Linked DNA regions of Triticum aestivum: region 2 is linked to region 1. The links are chromatin contacts, called in public Hi-C maps. All regions are on one chromosome and are shown on one strand. The core of a region is the stretch at or near the end of the contact, and the rest is flanking DNA. Distances in the headings are between cores, read along the strand shown. Region 1 has its middle 43 kb from the start of LOC123134839. Region 2 holds the start of LOC123139218 (probable protein phosphatase 2C 27).

Region 1 (7,676 bases), core at 1,740-4,239:
TGGGGCATGCGCGGCAGTTTTTATAAACTGTCATGAAAGTTTCTTTCTTCCTAGGTATTTTTTGTAGTTCTTTTTTGTGTGTGCAAAAACTACCATCCAACGAATGAAGTTTCATCCAATTCAGGTGTGGTTCGTTGGAATTTCATCCTCAGAGAAAACGTCCCTCAGGTAGCATTTTCAATGGATGAAATTTTCAACCAACCGAGCTAGCCAGGGTCGACTTGCAGGCTTGATTGCCGATTAAGGCAGGCAGCTATAGCCAGCCTGGGTCAACCATACCATATAGCTTGGCGTCATCATTGACGGACGGAAGAAGAAGAGCACGAGGGAAAAGGATCGGATGGGATGTGCGCGACGCAACCACCGAGACCGAACCACCGCCGGTCGATGGGAAGAAAAAGGAAAGGCGGTGCGCCACTCCACCCCTCCACCACCCTAAACCTGCTCAACCCCAACGAAGATGCACGCAAGGAAGGAAAGCATATCGCTCCCGCTCGTCAGCTTCGGCGTCAGCAGGAGCTGCGCGCACACGTAGCGCAGACAAAGGCAGCCGCGATTAATTTAAACGATAGCACTGGCATTTGACTATTCCGGCCATGGTTGACGGCGACGAGCAGAGCGGATTCGGCCGTCCCCGTCGTCCAGGCATCGATCGTCGTCTGGCGGACGCAGCGCGTGTCGCGGGACGGTGACGCGCGGGAGGAGGCGGACACGCGCGCGTACGAGCCAAGGAGGCGCCGGTCGAGCGGAGCGACACGTCGCCGGCGGAGTCGGTCCGCGTGTATTTTCACTCCCGGCTCGGTTCGGCTCGACACGACGCCGGCGAAGCGAGCGGGGTTATGCGACACGTTTGCTTGTTTATTAAGCTGCCAGTAATCCTTTTGGCGTCGTCTTGGCGAGGACACGCTTGCTTGTTTCAGCTGCCTGTAATTCGTTCTGGCGGCGACACGTTTGCTTCCTGCTCACTCCTGACGTCCAGTCCAGTGCGGCTGTGCGGAAGTGCACGACAGCTCAATCGCCAGCCCTTGTCCATCGCGCTCGAGAGGACGCGCGCGGTTTCTCGAGGCACCACGCGCATGCTTCGCTGCTCGACACACCAGCTTACCATTCAGAACAAAGAAATCCAAAAGAGCAAACCTTCTAAAGATATCCAAAAAAACAAAGGAACGAGGGGATTAAATTGAGTAAAACATTCTAAAGTGTGCAAGTAGAGAATACATTCAACATACCACGCCTCATAACAATCTAATAAAACAGCACTGTTTATTTGTGAGTTGGTATATTTTCTAAAAGTATTTAGTCATACAAATCCTATATAATAGAGTACCTAACAGAGTCATCTCGCTAACTTATTTATCTCGACATGTAATCATATAACACTTCACCGTAAAATTACGAAGGGAATGAGGCTCGCCTGAACATGTAATCATACAACACTTCACCGTATAATTATGAATGTAATAAGACTCGTGTGAACATGCGCCGATTATGAGAAGTTTTGTGTCCATGATAGCTGGGAAGCCCTTGTGCACGTGCCCCTAAGACCAACGCCATGAAGCCATAGTGGTCGCCATTGAATTCTTGCATAGTCCTGAAGCACCTGACATTAAATCTCCTCGTAACTGGTACTAACAAGTAGTTTTTTTTTTGAGAGAGAGTACTAACAAGTAGTTGACGTGTATAAGTGATAACAGTTCTCTCAACCACCTTCATCCAAAATAGTTTAAAACCGCCTAAAGTAGTATCAAAGGATAATGTAAAACAGTTTAAACAGTTCATTTTAAAACGGAAACAATTTTAGAGTCCACGGTTGAAGAATGAACTTCTGCGGTAGTCAAAATTGATGGGTGTATTTTCCCCTCAATTTTGAAGCGTGTAGGTAAGCGGCCACCTCGTTGAAAAAATACGCCCAATTGAGCTTATATCTTGATTGAATACCAATGCAGTTTTCTTACTGGTTGCGTGTGATCCAAGTACTCCCGTGGACGAAGTCTCATTTGCACCTTCTTGTGAGGTACCAGTGAACTCTTCCAGCATAGAGGCGCACACAACCTTGCGGCCGAAGGAACATACATATATAGTACTCCCTTCGTCCGAAAATACTTGTCGAAAAAATAGATGTATCTAAATGTATTTTACTTCTAGATATATTCATTTTTATTCATTTTCATGACAAGTAATTTTGAACTGAGGGAGTACATTGCACGTACCTGCGGGATGGACGCCCCTAAAGATCAGCTCAAGACCTTTTCAAGTCAATGCGCCTTTTGGCGCCCTTTCGGTCATGGGCGTTCCACTGCACCCACACTGTACATTAGGTCGTCTCCATCCATATCTATCTCCAGTTCAAACATTTTTTATTCCCCCATCACCTGGCCATTCCTTGCAGCGAAAGCATCCATCCCCCGCGTGCACAATTTCTCGAGTTCGCAAGGACGTGCCGGAGACCAGTTCAGAATCATACCATATCATCAGCTGAATAATAACCACTGTCAAGAGTAGAACCGTTGGCCGGTCCGCGTCACATCACACTGATCACTGTCACGGAGATGATGACTTGGAGACTAGCCCGGGCAAAAAGGACGGCCACCATCCAACTCGGAAGGAAAAGAAACTTCAAAGTTGCAGCCGCACGTACGTCTGGGTTTTATAATCGTAGCCCATCAGCAGCAGATTCCCAGCTTACCGCCGGTTCACACTTCACGCCTCACCTTGCACCCGCGATCACCACAGAAATCCCGGCCATCTTGACGCCCTTTCTCGGCCCGTTTCATGGCTGGAACGACCGGGAAAAATCGGGCTGATATTTAGGGCGCAACGCAACGCCAACGCAGGGTATATGCGGTGGGCGCGCGATCCGCCCGCACTACGTAGCGCCTACGCAGCCGCCGACGGGGATTTTCCGGTGGAGGTGCCGTGCGGGCCCCGGCGACGGGGCCGCCTTCCTTCCTTCTCCAGCCGCGCGAAAAGTTGGCGACGGCGACGGGCCGGATGGGACGGGGGACGGCATGAAGTCGATCGGCGCCGGCCAGAAAGACACATCATCGGAGATAATGTACTAGATAGAGATCATTTCTTCAGAGGAAAATATCAGCTCGTTGGAACATACGTACACTGTAATTTCCGTCGATCCTTGCTGCATCCCTAGCCTAGCTTAGCTTCATCCAGAAGAATAATGGTGCGTCGTGGATTCTGATTCAACGTCCACCGGGTAACAGTAAATGAGATCGTGGTGTATGATCGAGCGAGCCTAGGGTAATGCTATTCTACTGCTTTGACGCCTTTGCTGGTCTTTTCCGTGGAAAGGGGTTTGTGCTCTTTGACTGACCTTTTTCTCTGTGCTTTGTCCTGTGTGGATGGATACAAGGAGAACTTGGAATCAGTGCTTCTTTGGTGGGGTTGGTGGTAGAAGAAGATACTCTGAAACTTGATAGGGAAATGGATCACGCTTGTGTTCGTTGATCTGACCCTGGCGGTGTTTCTTGGCTCTGCATATCTTCGGGTGAAATATAGGTGCAGTACTGATAGCTCCTGTGCTGCTGCTACCTTGTCATTTTTTTCCTTTTTAATGCAGGAGGACAGTTGTACTGCTGCAATATTGCTACTGCTCTGTTTTTATTTTTGAGACACAGCTGCTGCTTTTTTTTTTTTGAGAAATGCAGCTGCTGCTTTTTTTTTTGAGACACAGCTGCTGCTTCTAGGAAATAGAGATGCAGAGTAAAGAGACAGCAGCAGTACCACACTCCTGCGAGGAGGGATGTAGGTCTCTATTGATCACGGCCCGGCCCAAGGCTCTGCTCTGAAGCCCACATAGAGGCATCTTCTCTTCTTCGCCACTTCCCCACCAAGGCGCCGCGAGAATCCCTCAGAAAAAAAAAGGGCAGCAATAGGCGCCGGCGCGCCGGCCGAAAGTTTCGGCCGGTCCCCTGGCAGCCGCGCGATACGAGTTACGTGGGCCATGGGATTCTGGCATGATCCTCGTAACACAAGTGCTTCGCAGAAAAAAAAAACTGCCCACGACCTCGTCAAACCACTGCATATCCGGGCTCGTGCTCTTCGCCGCTGCCTATTTCCAGCATGTAGTGCGCACTCATCGGCGCCGCACTCTTAGGCTCCATCCCACCCCCGAATCTAGTTCTAGCGCTTCGTGGCCCTCGCCGAGCTAGCACTATGTCGTCGGCGACCTCGTTGCTCCACGCCGCCCCGGTCGCAGCACCCTCCGTCAAGCTCGCGGCACACGCTGCTGCGGTCGCCCGACGCACTCCATGGCTCGTCACCGTCCTGCTTCATTAAACGCATGCAGCAAAAAAAGCTCATTAGTCCCAGCGAAAAATTGTTAGGTTAGCGCTGAGACATGAATGGTTGAAGCTTTCTTCATGGCCGGTTATAGCTTTTGTCACCGACAGTTGCAGCTTTTCATCGCCGTTCATAAGTTATACCTTTTGTAGTCTGTGGTTGAAACTTTTCTCATTGCCGCTTGAAGCTTTTCTCATCACCGCTTCCAGCAAAAATATATTGTAGCATCTTCTTCTCGCCCACCCCGGTCACCGGTTGTAGCAATTCCGATCACTGGTCGTGCTTTCCCTCTGGTTGTAGTTGCAGCTTTCACATGGCCAGTGGACGCTTCTGCCATCACCGGTTGCAGCACCCCATGATGCCGCTTCCAGCAAATGTGCAGCTCGTGGTCACCGTCGATGTAGCTCGTGGTCACCGTGACAATGGTTGAAGCTTTTTTGTTTGCTGGTTGTAACTTTTCCCGTAGCCAGTTCCAGCTTTTTTCATGGCAGCAGCTTCCGTCGTTCTTCGATGCAACAAAAAAACTCGCCGGTCCCAGCAAAAACTCTTGCCGGTTGTAGCCCTGTGTTATGCCGGTTGAAGCACATCGATTCGCCGCACCGTCCAGGCTCCAGTCATCTACGGGTGCCCCCTGTTTTGCAGCGGCCGGTGGTCATCGTTCCCAGCTCCGGCGGGTGCTGGTTGCAGCATCCGCCGTCGTGCTCCCCCTGTGGTAGGATCTCCTGCTGAAGGCCATGGCGTCCGTAGCAAGGAGCAGCGCGAGGTGTGTGAGATGGGCACTGGGAAGAGATATTTGGGGAGGGAAAGACGAGACAGAGGTGGGAGGAGATAAGGCGAATTTGTCTTTGGGTGGGCCTCCCTCGGGCCCGCCTGGGCGCAACCAATTAGGGGCGCGTGAGCGGGAGCGACCGGCCGAGCGTTCCGCCGGCGCTCCGTTCCCAAACGATTCCCAAAAAAAAAAGCGCCGCCAGACGAGGATTTCTGCTCCGAGGTCGCGGCAGAGGTTTCCTGCCGCCGGCCGCCACCCAGTTCCGGACCGCCCCACGATCGACGCCGTCTCCGCTCGGTCCTTCCCTCCCGACGCCGGCATTCCTTATCCCCCTGCGGTACGGATTCGGGTCGATGCCTTTCCCCTTTTGAGCAGAACCTAGGTGAACTCGATTGCTGCACTGCGCTTAGTTAGTGGTGTTGATTCCGCCGTCTAGTGTCCAGGTGAGCTTCATTCTTGCGCTGTGCTCTGTTGATTCCATGACCGTGTTGTGTCTAGGTCTGATTTAATTGCTGCAGATTTATGTATGAACCTGCTCTGGAACTTTGGATGTGTGCGGAATGCAGGAGTGGATAAGTTTGTTTTTGTTAGTATCAGATGTTCCAGAGCGTCTAAAATTTATAACATGCTCATGTGATTGGTTAGATACATCAACAAATACGGTGCTGTTAGCTACAAATAAAATAATCAAGGAACTATTTTTGTTCCACGATTCAGAATTTTTTTCAGATACAAATAGGTGCTATCATCGTCGACTGTGGAACAAATTGAGTCCGAATGGGGAGCTGCCCTGTATAATTTTATTAAGTTACTGTGAGACACTAGCGCTCGTCACAGGACTCGAGCCCTACTCGGTAGGGACATACACCACAATGCTCCTACCACTGGGCTATGACTCAGTTCTCAATTAGGGTTCAGTCTGAAGTTTACCGCACGAATATTTCAGAAGATACATAACCGTTCAAAGCCTCATCAATGTTCCCTTTACATGAGTTTTAACAGCTATTATCTGATTATATTGATTTGTTCCATTCTGATAATAATATTTAAATTTCAGCTCTTTGCCGAGCATTGAGATTCCCAAGTCATGCCACGGAGATTCTCGATGGAGGGTCTCCCAGAGGCACTGCTTTTAGAGGTCGTCAAGAGGGTTACCAAGACAAGTGATCGTAATTCTCTTTGCCTCGTGTCGAAGCAGCTCTGCACCATCGAGGCGGAGCATAGGGATGATATCCGTCTTGGCTGTGGACTCAACACTAGGACAGAAGCCTTGGTATCGCTGTTCTCCCAGTTTCCCAATTTGGCGAAAGTAGAGATCAATTATTCTGAATGGAAGCACAGTGACGGGGACCAGTTGAAAAACCAAGGCCTCCTTGTTCTATCATCTCACTGCCACTCGCTGTCCGATCTTGCTTTAAGCTTCTGCTCATACATCGATGACATTGATCTTCCTTATCTAGTAGAGAGCAAAAATTTGAGGTCCCTCAGGCTAAACCACACACCAGCAGTAACTTCTACTGGGATTTTGCAGGTGGCGGTCGGTTGCAGGTATCTTTCGGTTCTCCACCTTGTTGACTGCACGGCAATAGACAAGATGAAGTGACTGGAATACCTTGGGAGGTACGGATCATTACGAGAACTTGTTGTAAAGGATTGCGATTGAATCAACCAGTATGACCTCCTAGAATTTGGTCCAGGATGGGCGAATCTCCAAAAATTTGGGTTCGAGATTAATGGAAATTACGTTGAGATGGGAGCCCATGATTCCTCCTACGTGTCTGGCTACCCATATAGCTATGACATCTGCTGTGATAATTTGAAGGATCTTAGATTGGCTCATTGTTAAAATACGTAATGGGCCTAATGGGTCCGCTAGTCTTAGAATTAATTAGAGATAAGGGTCGCTTGCTTAGGGTCAAGTAAGCCTTGCTTGGGAGTCAAGTAAACCTCTCTATATAAAGAGAGGAGATGTATCAATCTAATCAGGCAAGAATTAAGAAGGAAATCCCTTCCCTCTTGCCCGGCCGTGGGCAGAAAGGCCCCCGGCCGGCCCTCTCGCGCCCTCCTTCTAGCAGCGCCATAACAATTTGGTATCAGCTAGCTTCGGTTCGATCATGTCTTCACCACCGTCAAGCCCGTCTCTTCCGCTGCCGGTCACCTTGTCGCCTCCGGCGACCACCACGACCGTCATCCCGCTCCTGCCCGCGCCAGGATCCTCTGTCGCGCCCGCCCCCACCGTCCTCACCTGGGAGGACGTGTCCGGAGTGCTGCGGGACCTAACCCAGGTGGTCCAGGAGATCCACCTGTTCTTGGCCGGCTCCTATGGGCCGCATTCGGTTGCGCCACCCATCGCCGCCCTCGCGCTGCCGTGGCTGCCGTGGCAGCCGCCGCACCAGGCGGCCTTCGCCGCGCTCGCCGGGCCGCTGCAGCTGCCATCCATCGCCACCATCGCCCAGCCCTGGCTGCAGTGGCAGCCGCCGCTCCTGGCGGCCTCCGCCGCGCCCGGCGCGACAGCGCAGCAGCCGTTGCAGCTGCAGCAGCCCCCGTCGGTCAGCTCCGCCGCCCAGTATGGGATGCCCTATGACGGGAGTGCGACGACCTCGTTCCGATC
Region 2 (6,997 bases), core at 441-2,940, 150 kb before region 1:
GCAAGCCCCAGAAGGTGCTACTGAGTACCGACTAGCCGAGGAATGTCAAGCTTCCAGGTGTACATTCTTGAGCACCACCCCACAGCCCACTACCTGCCTGCCTGCATTGCAACCCATAATTGCAAGCTAAAGGGACAAAAGCTACCCCATGATTATGTAATTCAGACCTATAAAGGCACATAGATCACTAGGAAATTGCCAAGGACGTGTCGTCCCCGGAGGCTTGACAGCACGAAAAAGGCCAGCTTTTCCTTGGCCTCAATGCAGAAAGGGGTACAGCACTATCTGAACTTTACCGGCGCTGACTCTTCTACATGTAAAGACTAAAGAACACAGATGATGATGATGGATGATTACCATTTGTTGAACCAAAAATGTTTCTCCAGCACTTATTTAAAACATATAAAGGACACCCAGCCCTCTTTGGTGTTAGTATAATTTAACCTCAATTAGTGAGAGAAATAAAGAAAGCAGAGCACTGCTAGTTGTGAACTTTGCAGACGTTGATTTTTATGAACAGTTACAGTTTGTCCTAACTTTCAGATGCAAATATCTTTCCTTGTCAGACGGAGATATCTCTGCGGCAGAAGACGAGAGGATATGGAGCAACCACGTCAACTGGAAATCCGACATGACGATTTTCATCGCAGGATCAGAAGCACCGCATGAGAACAACAATGCACATGCGGAAGCAGACATGGGGCATGACATCCGCCGAGCCAGGACAACAAAAAAGATTTCGCTTTTGCGGCACGCCGCCCCGGCTGGCTTAATCCCAGCTAGTAGTAGTAGAAACTTCTCGGCCGCCGAACAATTCAAGGCATATCCCTCTGTTCACACCTTCCACACAAGGGGAGATATAATAATAATACAGTAATATATTCTTGCTAATAATAATAATAGTAGTAGTATTCTTGCTAATAAAAGATAAGATAATGGGAGTGGTTCATTAATTCCAGCTGCAATAAGTAAACTAGTGCCAAATAATCTGTGCTACTACTATATACTTGGCTCTGGGTTTCAGGGGAAGGGAAGGGGAGAAACGGAAGCATTCAAGCAGCACGCAAAGTGTGTGCACGAAGCAACCAACCCACTAGTGTTTTTCTTCTTCTTCTCCTCGACTAATCGACCGTCCAGACCGAAGCAGCAACTAACGCGCACGAATCAAAGACGAAAGGAGAAAGAAAGACATCTATTTCGACCCCATCTTCTCGCGGCGGAAAGGAAAACCACCGGATTCAGCCAGCGAAATCCACACAGGAACAAGAACATCGAAAGAAAAACAGAGTCAAATCGAATGGGCGTGGAACAGGGGAGGGGAGGGGGTTACCCACCGCGAAATCTGCCGGCCTCTCGATCTGCGCGTCCTCGAATCCCTCCACGCACATGCCTGACGAAGACGAAGGAGGAGGAGCGATTCGACTCGAACTGCCGCCGCCGCAGGGGTGCTCTGGTACCGATGAAGAAGGATTGAAGGCGGAGGGAGGGGGCGTGGGACGGGACCGAGACCGGGACGGGCTTGGAATCGGAGCAGAAGATTCGCGGGAATATCTATCTCTCTAGCTAGCTCTCTGTTTCGATCGGGGGTAGGAAAAGGAAGGGAAGGCGGATCCTGTGTGGGATTCGCTGCTGGTTTCTCTCTCTCTCTCTCTGCTCTGTTTCCGAGCTGGTTTGCTTCGTTACGGAGACGGAGGATAGAGGGGGTATTTATTCGAGGGAGAGGCCGGGGGGAACACGTGCTGGTTAGAGCCCCCGGTGGGCCATGAGTTTTTTTTTCTTTTTCCTTCTCTTTTCGGCATCTTGTTTCTATTTATTTTTTGACGTTCTGTTATCCCGTGGAGCTCGTTTTTCACTCGGTGGGGAAAAATGTTTGGCACGCTCATGCTGTCCAAAAGAAGAAGAAAACATGCATGTTTACCGTGCCCGTTTTTTCTTTATCTAGAGAAGATGATTGGTTGGAGCGTATGGTTTTCTCGTGGAACTATCCATGGTTTTCTTGTAAAGTGAAATGGGTGCAGGGGTTAGATGGAACTTGGTTAATTCTCACCTATATGAGAATTACCATATTAGAAGAAAGATATATTTACATATGTGTGTCATACATAATACTGCAAACGTATATTAAAGATGAAAAGAGTATAAAAGCCGTCCACGCTGCACGGTCGCATTACGAACGCTGCCACCAAGCGGCCACCGGACTAAAAGTAGCTACTCGACAAACCCTCCAACAAACAACGTTGTAAAGAAGCCCCGCATATCACCGCATAGCATGCCCGCCGTGCACGAGGCATTGCCTTCCTCGGCACTTGAATGGGAACGTGGGCTTCGAGAGGAGATGCATTGTTGCAGACGGTGTCGTTTCGATGCTTCCAAATGTGCCAACTAACGTTCGGTGCGAAGAAACAAAAATCCCTGAATGGATGAGGATGAACGTGGTGGAATCGTAATCCTTTCGTGGGTGTCGTCCACGATGTGAGAGCTATCTCTCGATTCTTGTAGAAGAAAGTATACTTCTAAAACATGCATAAGCATGTGTATCGTGTATCAAAGCGAAAGAATGGTATGTAAGCCGTCCACACTACAACATCGCATTAGCAAACGCTGCCACCAACCGTCCACCAGACTAAAAGAAGCTACTCGCGACAACCCTCCAAACAAACAACTCCTCAAAAGAAGCCTCGCAGATCAACGTGTACGTAACATGACAGCTGTGCGCCGAGCATTGCCCTCCTCGAGCACTCGGCTAGGGGCACAAGCTTCAGTGGGAGATGTTATGGCAGACGGTGTCGTTTCGATGCTTCCAAATCTCCCGAATAACGTTCGGTGTGAAGAAACAAAAATCCCTGAATGGATGAGGATGAGCGTGGAGTCGTAATCCTTTCGTGGGTGTCGTCCAGGATGTGAGAACTATCTCTAGGTTCTTGTAGAAGAAAGTATATACTTTTAAAATATGTACAAGCATGTGTATCGTGTATCAAAGCGAAACAATGGTATGTAAGCCATCCACACTACAGTGTCACATCACAAAACGCTACCACAAAGCGTCCACCGGACTAAAAGTAGCTACTCGACAAACCCACCACACAAACAACGTTCTAAAGAAGCCCCGCAGATCACCGCACAACATGCCCGCCGTCCATGAGGCATTGCCTTTCTCAGCACTCGACTGGGACGTGGGCTTCAAGGGGAGAAGCACTGTTGCAGACGGTGTCGTTTCGATGCTTCCAAATCTCTCAAACAACTTTCCTTGCAGAGAAACAAAAATCCCTGAATGGATGAGGATGAGTGTGGAGTCGTAATCCTTTCGCGAGTGCCATCCAGGATGTGAGAGCTTTCTCTATATTCTTGTAGAAGAAAGTATAGTTCTAAAGTATGTATAAGCATGTGTATCGTGTATCAAAGCGAAAGAATGGTATGTAAGCCGTTCACACAACAACATCGCATTAGCAAACGCTGCCACTAACCGTCCACGGGACTAAAAGCAGCTACTCGACAACCCTCCAAACAAACAACTCCTCAAAAGAAGCCCTGCAGATCAACGTGTATGTAACATGACAGCTGTGCGCCGAGCATTGCCCTCCTCGAGCACTTGGCTAGGGGCACAAGCTTCAGTGGGAGATGCGTTGTGGCAGACGGTGTCGTTTTGATGCTTCCAAATCTCCCGAATAACGTTCGCTGCAAAGAAACAAAAATCCCTGAATGGATGAGGATGAGCGTGGAGTCATAATCCTTTCGTGGGTGCCGTCCAGGATGTGAAGAACTATCTCTAGGTTCTTGTATAAGAAAGTATATACTTATAAAATATGTACACACATGTGTATCGTGTATCAAAGGAAAACAATGGTATGTAAGCCGTCCACACTACAGCGTCACATCCCAAAACGCTACCACCAATTGTCCACCGGACTAAAAGTAGCTACTTGACAAACCCACCACACAAACAACGTTCTAAAGAAGCCCCGCAGATCACCGCACAACATGCCCACCATCCACGAGGCATTGCCTTTCTCAGCACACGACTGGGGACGTGGGCTTCAAGGGGATAAGCATTCTTGCAGACAGTGTCATTGTTGGAAATATGCCCTAGAGGCAATAATAAAAGGATTATCATTATATTTCCTTATTCATGATAATTGTCTTTTATTCATGCTATAATTGTATTATCCGGAAATCGTAATACACGTGTGAATACATAGACCACAATACGTCCCTAGAAAGCCTCTAGTTGACTAGCTCGTTGGTCAACGGATAGTCATGGTTTCCTGACTATGGACATTAGATGTCGTTGACAACGAGATCACATCATTAGGAGAATGATGTGATGGACAAGACCCAATCCTAAGCATAGCACAAGATCGTGTAGTTCGTTTTGCTAGAGCTTTTCCAATGTCAAGTATCTTTTCCTTAGACCATCCCGGATACCGTAGGAGTGCTTTGGGTGTACCAAACGTCACAATGTAACTGGGTGACTATAAAGGTGCACTACAGGTATCTCCGAAAGTGTCTGTTGGGTTGACACGGATCGAGACTGGGATTTGTCACTCCGTATGACGGAGAGGTATCTCTGGGCCCACTCGGTAATGCATCATCATAATGAGCTCAAAGTGACCAAGTGTTTGGTCACGGGATCACGCATTACGGTACGAGTAAAAGTGACTTGCCGGTAACGAGACTGAACGAGGTATTGGCATACCGACGATCGAGTCTCGGGCAAGTAACGTACCGTTTGACAAAGGGAATTGTATGCGGGGTTGATTGAATCCTCGACATCGTGGTTCATCCGATGAGATCATCGAGGAGCATATGGGAGCCAACATGGGTATCCAGATCCCGCTGTTGGTTATTGACCGGAGAGCCGTCTCGGTCATGTCTGCATGTCTCCCGAACCCGTAGGGTCTACACACTTAAGGTTCAGTGACGCTAGGGTTATTAGAAAAACTTGTATGTGATTACCGAATGTTGTTCGGAGTCCCGGATGAGATCCCGGACGTCACGAGGAGTTCCGGAATGGTCCAGAGGTAACGATTTATATATGGGAAGTTTTCATACGGTCACCGGAAAGTTTCGGGGGCATATCGGTATTGTACCGGGGCTACCGGGAGGGGCCACCCCTCTCGGAGGGCCTCATGGGCCATAGGGGGCAGGGAACCAAACCCTGGAGGGCTGGGCGCCCCCCCCCCTTGGGCCCATGCGCCTAGAGTTGGGGGGGAAACCCTAGTGGGGGCGCCCCCCTTGCTTGGGGGCAAGGCCCCTCCCTTGGCCGCTGCCCCCCCCTCTAGATCTCATCTAGAGGGGGCCGGCCCCCTTCCCCTTCCCTTATAAATAGAGGGGTGAGGGGAGGGCTGCACATATAACATCCAAGGCGCAGCCCCTCCCCTCCCCAACACCTCTCCTCCTCCGTTAAGTGCTTGGCGAAGCCCTGTCGGAGTACTGCCTCTCCACCATCACCATGCCGTCGTGCTTCTGCTGGAGCCTTCTTCCTCAACCTCTCCTCCCCCCTTGCTGGATCAAGAAGGAGGAGACGTCATCCACTCCGTACGTGTGTTGAACGCGGAGGTGTTGTCCGTTCGGCACTTTGTCATTGGTGATTTGGATCACGGCGAGTACGACTCCATCATCCCCGTTCTCTTGAACGCTTCCGCACGCGATCTACAAGTGGTATGTAGATGCATATCTCTCCTATCACTCGTTGCTTAGATGAACTCATAGATGGATCTTGGTGAAACCGTAGGAAATTTTTTATTTTTGCAACGTTCCCCAACAGTGGCATCATGAGCTAGGTCTATGCGTAGTTCTCTATTGCACGAGTAGAACACAATTTTGTTGTGGGCGTAGATCTTGTCAACTTGCTTGCCGCTACTAGTCTTATTTTGCTTCAGTGGTATTGTGGGATGAAGAGGCCCGGACCGACCTTACACGTACGCTTACGTGAGACAGGTTCTACCGACTGACATGCACTAGTTGCATAAGGTGGCTAGCGGGTGTCTGTCTCTCCCACTTTAGTTGGAGCGGATTCGACAAAAAGGGTCCTTATGAAGGGTAAATAGAAGTTGACAAAATCACGTTGTGGTTATTCGTAGGTAAGAAAACGTTCTTGCTAGAAACCAATTGCAGCCACGTAAAAGATGCAACAACAATTAGAGGACGTCTAACTTGTTTTTGCAGCAATTGTCATGTGATGTGATATGGCCAGAAGTTGTGATGAATGATGAATGATATATTGTGATGTATGAGATCATGTTCTTGTAATAGGAATCACGACTTGCATGTCGATGAGTATGACAACCGGCAGGAGCCATAGGAGTTGTCTTTATTTTTGTATGACCTGCGTGTCATTGAAGAACGCCATGTAAATTACTTTACTTTATTGCTAAACGCGTTAGCCATAGAAGTAGAAGTAGTCATTGGTGTGACAACTTCATGAAGACACGATGATGGAGATCATGATGATGGAGATCATGGTGTCATGCCGGTGACGAAGATGATCATGGAGCCCCGAAGATGGAGATCACAGGTGCTATATGATATTGGCCATATCATGTCACTATTATATAATTGCATGTGATGTTTATTATGTTTATGCATCTTGTTTACTTAGAATGAAGATAGTAAATAAGATGATCCCTTATAATAATTTCAAGAAAGTGTTCCCCCTAACTGTGCGCCGTTGCTAAAGTTCGTCGTTTCGAAGCACCACGTGATGATCGGGTGTGATAGATCCTTACGTTCACATACAACGGGTGTAAGACAGTTTTACACATGCAGAAACACTTAGGGTTAACTTGACGAGCCTAGCATGTACAGACATGGCCTCGGAACACAAGAGACCGAAAGGTCGAACTTGAGTCGTATGGAAGATACGATCAACATGGAGATGTTCACCGATGATGACTAGTCCGTCTCACGTGATGATCGGACACGGCCTAGTCGACTCGGATCGTGTAACACTTAGATGACTAGAGGGATGTCAATCTGAGTGGGAGTTCATTAAATAATT

Evidence for each region. A called contact is a pair of places that touch in the nucleus more often than the background predicts.
Region 2: a contact with region 1 is called in a Hi-C map of leaf, with 3 times the contacts expected there. The contact joins the promoter of LOC123139218 here to the enhancer-like site in region 1. A contact is called at or near these places in 2 of 5 Hi-C or Micro-C datasets (both in leaf).

The regions. Positions count from the first base shown.
Region 1 is chr6B:682,854,379-682,862,054 of IWGSC CS RefSeq v2.1, reverse strand. It overlaps the pseudogene LOC123139614. Among protein-coding and RNA genes, the nearest start is that of LOC123134839, 43 kb to the right of the region's middle. Within about 2 kb of position 2,989, at least 2 of the 8 cell types and tissues checked have an H3K27ac peak or open chromatin away from gene starts, as enhancers often do. A contact at or near this core is called in leaf, where this site is marked.
Region 2 is chr6B:683,003,593-683,010,589 of IWGSC CS RefSeq v2.1, reverse strand. LOC123139218 (probable protein phosphatase 2C 27) reads right to left here and starts at 1,690. Exons shown (of 4, transcript XM_044559018.1): 1 at 1,335-1,690. The coding sequence starts at 1,388.